Regions from separate parts of the Mus musculus genome. Here region 1 is linked to region 2. The links are chromatin contacts, called in public Hi-C maps. All regions are on one chromosome and are shown on one strand. Each heading gives the region's core, a stretch centred on a gene start, on an enhancer-like site or on the middle of the called end of the contact. The rest is flanking DNA. Distances are from core to core; before and after follow the strand shown.

The links. A called contact is a pair of places that touch in the nucleus more often than the background predicts.
Region 1: a contact with region 2 is called in a Hi-C map of uterus, with 2.5 times the contacts expected there. The contact joins two enhancer-like sites. A contact is called at or near these places in 3 of 15 datasets of contacts at CTCF or cohesin (all in embryonic stem cells), 28 of 484 Hi-C or Micro-C datasets (the G1E-ER4 cell line, bone marrow-derived macrophages, cerebral cortex and 5 more), 14 of 115 datasets of contacts at active chromatin or transcription factors (the 230-238 cell line, the HPC-7 cell line, T-cell acute lymphoblastic leukemia and 3 more) and 3 of 9 other capture datasets (embryonic stem cells, liver and pancreatic islet).

What each region holds. Positions count from the first base shown.
Region 1 is chr17:28,873,734-28,876,868 of GRCm38.p6, reverse strand. Pnpla1 (patatin-like phospholipase domain containing 1) reads right to left here. Exons shown (of 10, transcript NM_001034885.3): 2 at 1-57. Among named protein-coding and RNA genes, the nearest start is that of Pnpla1, 17 kb to the right of the region's middle. Within about 2 kb of position 1,333, at least 75 of the 459 cell types and tissues checked have an H3K27ac peak or open chromatin away from gene starts, as enhancers often do. A contact at or near this core is called in uterus, where this site is marked.
Region 2 is chr17:28,779,971-28,783,214 of GRCm38.p6, reverse strand. No RefSeq gene overlaps it. Among named protein-coding and RNA genes, the nearest start is that of Mapk13, 12 kb to the right of the region's middle. Within about 2 kb of position 1,779, at least 38 of the 459 cell types and tissues checked have an H3K27ac peak or open chromatin away from gene starts, as enhancers often do. A contact at or near this core is called in uterus, where this site is marked.

The sequences.
Region 1 (3,135 bases), core at 84-2,583, 94 kb before region 2:
CCAGGAAGAACTTCTTCACCTCCGCCAGGCCCATATTCAGCACTCTGAGGTATTTCTCTGTGGAGGGAGCAGAGTGGCGGATGCACCCTCAGCAACTGCTCAGGAACATGGGGAGGCGCCCCCGGGGCTCAGTGATGTCAACCATTTCACCCAGCCGTTCACAGCGAGGAGGAGGCCTCAGACCCAGAAGCTGGGGGGGCCTCAGGAACAGAACAGAGCCAGGCCATAAAGGAGAATGTCCTAGATGCCCTACAGCTAGGAGACACTGGCACCAGCATGGGACCCAGGTGTCCTGCTTCTTGACCATGCGTGGCCACCCATCAGGAATTGTCAGCGACTAGAAAGATATTTTCTTCCTGCAAAACAGCTCTGGCAGCTTCTTGTCCCTGCACCTGAGGTCTGCCACCAAGCTGTCATTATGAGGGTCCTACACAAACACAGATGTGGTTGGAAATCTTTTACCAAGTGACAAGGGCACTTGCTTAGAGGCCACATACCCTTGGCAGACTGCACCCTCTCTACGTAGGCAAGGATGACCTGGAACTCCGATTCTACAGTCTCTTCCTCAATAGAGCCAGGGTTCCAGGCATGACCTATGCTTGGTTTATGCGGTGCCAAGGAGCGAGCACAGGGCTGCATGCATGCTGGGAAGAACTCTGTCCACTTAGCTTAACTATGATCTCAAAACCGGATTTTTTTTTTAAAGATTTACCTATTTATTTATTTATTATATGTAAGTACACTGTGGCTGTCTTCAGACACTCCAGAAGAGGGCGTCATATCTCGTTACGGATGGTTGTGAGCCACCATGTGGTTGCTGGGATTTGAACTCCAGACCTTCGGAAGAGCAGTCGGGTGCTCTTACCCACTGAGCCATCTCACCAGCCCTCAAAACCTGATTTTTACATTTTATTTTTATTCCTGTGTATGTACGTACACATGTGTGTGTGTGTGCCCACAGATGCTAGACAGGGTTGTAGGATCCCCTGGACCTGGAGCTATATGACATGGCCAGTGGGAGCTGAACTTAAGCCCTCTACAAGAGCAACAGATGCCCTTAATGACGAAGTCACCTCTCCAGTCCCACAAATACTGTTTTCTCTTGGTGCCAGCGATTGAACTAGGGGCTCTGCACATATTTGCATACGTTTGATGCTTGACCACTGAGCTACACAGCCAGCCCTTAAAGAACTATCTCATTTGGAAAAATTTGTTTAAAGTTAGCGTCATGCATATGTACCAGGGGCTTGTGTAGCCATGAGCTCTCTGCTGTGGGAGGCAGCAGAGCGGAGGTTGCATAAGCACCCCTGTCAGAGAGCTTATCCAGCAGCTCTGTGGGCGGGTGGGAAGGGCGGAGTCTTTCCAGCTTGGAGAGTCTGGCATTCATTCTAGTGCCTGGCGGCAGACACACAGAGAAGGCAACTGATTTGCCCAGAGTCACACACAGCAATTTAGAGACAAAAGGACAGCTTATTCCTATTGCATTTTATAGTTCGTGGATTATACGTTACTGGTCTAATCCTAGAGACTGCTAATGCTAGAGTGGCGTTGGACAGGTAGAGAAACTGAGGCAGGGAAAAGCGCCTTGCCTGAGGTCACACAGTCAGGCAATGTTGGTTTGCTGTTGTCTCGTTTTTTTTTCTGATGCCAAGCCACCCCTCACCCACACCCAGATCACAGTTGCCTTACACGATAGGGACCCCAGGCTTTGCTCCGAACATGGACTGCTCCTTCTCCTTCCTGGGAGTAGCAAGCCCGGCAGTGTCAGCCTTGCCATGTACAGACATGTGTACTCAGCACCTTCCCTCTAGGGAGGGAGGTGACCAGCTGGCAGGTTAGAAAACAACCTGGCAAGTGGCCACCAAGGTCACCCAGAAGACAGATTACCACGGAGGTATGCGCTTCTGGGAACTGGTTTCCTGTAACGGAGGCTGACCTCAGACTCACTATGTAGCCAAGAACAACCTTGAACTCTTAATCTCCCTTCTGCCAGTTTCCTAGTGCTGGGATGACAGATGTATGCCATCGGATGAACCATTTTAAAACCTTTGTTGCCGGGTGTAGTGGCACATGCCTTTAATCCCAGCACTCGGGAGGCAGAGGCAGGTGGATTTCTGAGTTCGAGGCCAGCCTGGTCTACAAAGTGAGTTCCAGGACAGCCAGGGCTATACAGAGAAACCCTGTCTCGAAAAAACGATATATATATAAATACTTAAACACACACACAAGAAGAACAACCCATGCTATATTCTCTACCTGTGCCGGACTATCCACTAGAAGTGGGCATGAGTGAAGTGGGCATGAGAGGTCAAAGGTCTGCACGAGTCAGGCTTCAAGTGCCTGCTTTAACTTCAGCTTTAGAACAGGATTCATTCCTAGTCAACAGGGAGGGGAGTGACAGGGATGAGGAGAATGGAAATAGCCCTGACATTTCCAGGATCCATGCAGCTGAAAATGGTTCAGTCTGGAAATCAGCTGTGTACCACACACACACACACACACACACACACACACACACACACACAAAACCAGAGGGAGGCAGGGAGGCAACTGGTTTCTCTCAGCCTGGGGGAGTTTGGCTTAAAATTCTTCCTTGATGCTTAAAGCAGGCACAAACCGAAAGGTCGTCTGTCTCTCTGCATCTTCTTGCTTCCCTCCTGGTTTGTGTGTGTGTCCAACCTCGAGGTCCCTGTGTGTCTGTCCCTGGGGTCCCTGTGTGTCTGTCCTTGTGGGTCCCTGTGTGTCTGTTCTTGGGGTCCCTCACTGTCTCTCCCTCCTCTCTCACTGTCTCTCCCTCCTCCCTCACTGTCTTTCCCTCCTCTCTCACTCTCCCCCAGCTTTTTTGGTAGTAAGGAGGGGAAATGGATAAGTAACCAGGTCTAACAAACTTCCTTTTGTGGAGTCAACCATTAGCAGTTCTGATGGCTCATGCTGGTCATCCCAGAGCACTGGAGATAGAGGCAGGAGGGTTGCTTCAAGTTCAAATTGAATCTGGTCACTGTTGAAGGCTATTTGATCACACCGTGAACCCTGAGATTCCTACTTCTAGTTGTGGTGTAGGCCCTTAGCACACACCTTTAATCCCTCTGGGTGCAATACAGACATAGCTTTAATCCGCACCTTTACTCCCAAACG
Region 2 (3,244 bases), core at 530-3,029:
TTATTCTGGAACTCACTTTGTAGACCAGGCTGGCCTCAAACTCAGAAATCCGCCTGCCCCTGCCTCCCGAGTGCTGGGATTAAAGGCTTGCACCACTTCGCCCCGGCTGTACTTACATTTTTAAAAACTTATCTTATGTATGGGTATTTTGCCTGCAAGCAAATGCATATCCCCCGGAACTAGAGTTAGACAGTTGTGAGCTGCTATGTAGATGCTGGGAATTGAGCTCTAGTCCTCTAGAGTAAACAGTGTTCCCAACCACTGACATCTCTCCTACCCCCTCCACTTTTTACAATAGGAGCAGATAAAGGTCACCGGATATTTAGGTCAAAGGTCATTTAGGAAAAGTCAATACCAGATGAATGGAAAGCCTTTTCTTTTCTTTTTTTATTTTTTTTTAAGGTTTAATTTTGAGACACTATGTAAACAAGGCTGGTTTTGAACTCATGGAGGTCTGTCTGCCTTTGCTGGCATTAAAGGGGTGCATCACCAGGCCTGTCATGAAAACGTCTTTAAACAGATGTATGTCTCCTACATAAATTCCTGGGGGTGAAGTGTTTGAATGATATTTTAGGTTTACACATAATTTGAAGAGAATTTTATTATTTTATATATGAGGGTGTTTTGCCTGCATGTATGTAAGTGTACTACGTGTGTGCCTGATGCCCTCTGAGCTAAGAAGAGGGCAGCAGATCCCCTGAGACTGGATCTAGGGTGTGGGTGCTGGAAACTGAACTTGGGTCCTCTGAAGTGCAGCAAGTGCTTCTATCTACTGAGCCATCTCGACAGCCATGCTGTGTTTTACAGATAACCAGCATAAAAATGCTAAGCTTCAAATCGTAAGTAAGAGATGGGATTAAGAGATGGAATTAGGGGGCTTAATTGTTTTGTTTTTGTTTTTTCAAGGCAGGTTTCTCTGTGTAGCCCTGGCTGTCCTGGAATGCACTCTATAGACCAGGCTGGCCTCGAACTCAGAGATTCACCTGCCTCTGCTTCGTGAGTGCTGGGGCATGCGTCACCACTGCTACCTGGCTTAAAGAAGTAAATCTTCTAGCACTTGGGAGGCAGAGGCAGGTGGATTTCTGAGTTCAAGGCCAACCTGATCTACAACGTGAGTTCGAGGACATCCAGGGCTATACAGAGAAACCCTGTCTCAAAAAACCAAAATTTAAAAAAAAAAAAAAAAAAAAAAAGTAAATCTTTAGAAACTTAAGTAAAAATTTAAATCCTGAAGTCTAGGCAAAGATTTTATGAAAAGGTCCTGAGTCCCTTGGCTCAGCGCCTGCACTCCCCAGGGATTAGAGCTTGGCTGTAACCTTGTAACAATTTAAGAGTTTGGCCTCCTAGGGAGAGAGGACGGTTACTGTGTAGCAAGGAAATGGGGGACATTGATGAACAGACACAAAGAAAAGCCAGGAACATCCAGTGAGCAGCTCCAGTTGGTGCTCAGGCTGGGTCTTGTTTGAAAGCGTTTGTTCACTGACCCCACCCCGCTCCAGGGCCTCCACCTGGGGCCTGCACAGTTCTATGGAGGGGCTTTGAGCCTCTGCTGCCTGCTGAGTTTGGGGGTCCCCCGCTTCTTCCTTGGTCCAGATTCAGATGAAGACAAAAACCCCCAGGTGAAAATCTCAGGGAAGAGCACAGGAAGGGTAGAGGGAGTGAGCCCTGGGGCGATGTCACAGGCCACAAGGACTCAGAGGCCAAGGGTGGAACAGAGGCTCCTCCCTGCACTGCGTTTGCAGGGCTTCTGGGATCTTTCTCTTTTTGGTGACAGCTGGGTCATTTCCCCTCTTAGCTCAGCTCTGGCTCGACTGACTCTGTACTACAGTCGCTGCCCCAGGGCCTCCTCATAGTTGCCTGACAGACAGAGACAGCAGCATCCATCCACCTAGAGCAAGCCAGGAAAAGACTGACCTGGGATGACTGGGGGCCCTGTGGTCCATCCGGGCAGAGGAGCCGTGATAAGTGTGCAAGGACACCTCTCAGTGGCTGGAATAACTGGGGGCCCTGTGGTCCATCCGGGCAGAGGAGCCGTGATAAGTGTGCAAGGACACCTCTCAGTGGCTGGATAGGGAGGATGTAGCTGTTGTTAGGGGACTGTCCCTGGTTCCGAGGGAGGCTTTCTTGTCTCTGCTTATTTCCTGAGTCACCACACACCCACCAAGGTCAGGGTCACCAGGCCTGCCTACACTTACTTTATTCCTGCCAGCCAGCCAACAGGGACTCAGAGGATGATGCTCAAGGCCATGAAGCCCTTTGGGCAGATCACCTCCCTGTCTGCTGGAGAAATAGCCTAGATGTGAGATGCTGGGGTGTTTTATTTTAAATATTTTTTAGGGGCTGTGGATCTCCAGGGTGCAGCTTGGGGCCACACCTTCTGCATCTCCCCTGTGCTTCCCATGGCTCTCTCTCTTCCGCAGGACTGGCTAGACAGAGAAATAGTCTTTGGGACTTGGGGACACCCATAATGCCTCCATTCACTCACTCATGGGCATTTGTTCCCACAGAGTTCATACTGGAGAGGAGACCAAGGTCCGTACTGCATTGTCTGCTGGGGGACAATGGGTCCTCTACACCAGGCAGAGGGCTGTGTGGCACTGCCACAAGAAAATAGGCCCCTGTGGTGAAGTATCTTTAGGAAGGGTCTGGATCAAATCTAGAGAGTGTGTGTGTGGTATAAGCCTTCAATCCCAGCACTCAGGTGACAGAGGCAGGAGGATCTCTGTGAGCTCCTGGTTAGTCTGTCTGGTCTATTCAACAAGTTCCAGGCCATCCAAAACTACATTATTTGACCTTGCCTCAAAATAAATACTGGGACTGGAGAGATGGCTCATTGGTTAAGAGCACCGACTGCTCTTCTAAAGGTCCTGAGTTCAAATCCCAGCAACCACATGGTGGCTCATAGCCATCCGTAATGAGATCTGATGCCCTCTTCTGGTGTGTCTGATGACAGCTACAGTGTACTTAGATATAATAATAAATAAAGCTTAAAAAAAACCTTTATTTTCTTCAGGGCTTGTCAGAGCCTCTCAGCTGACAGTGTCCATGGTAGGCCTTTCGGCTGGCCGCCCTGGCATCTGGAAATCCAGGAATCTGGAAAGCAGGGACAACTAAAATCTGAGAAAAATGACTGAGGTGTGAATGTTGAGACAGAAGACCAAGCCTCTTCTCTGGGACCAAGAGGGAGGCTCAAAACGAGATGTTTGAAACGGGGAACCTTGAGCCTGCCTTGCAACTAACTGTA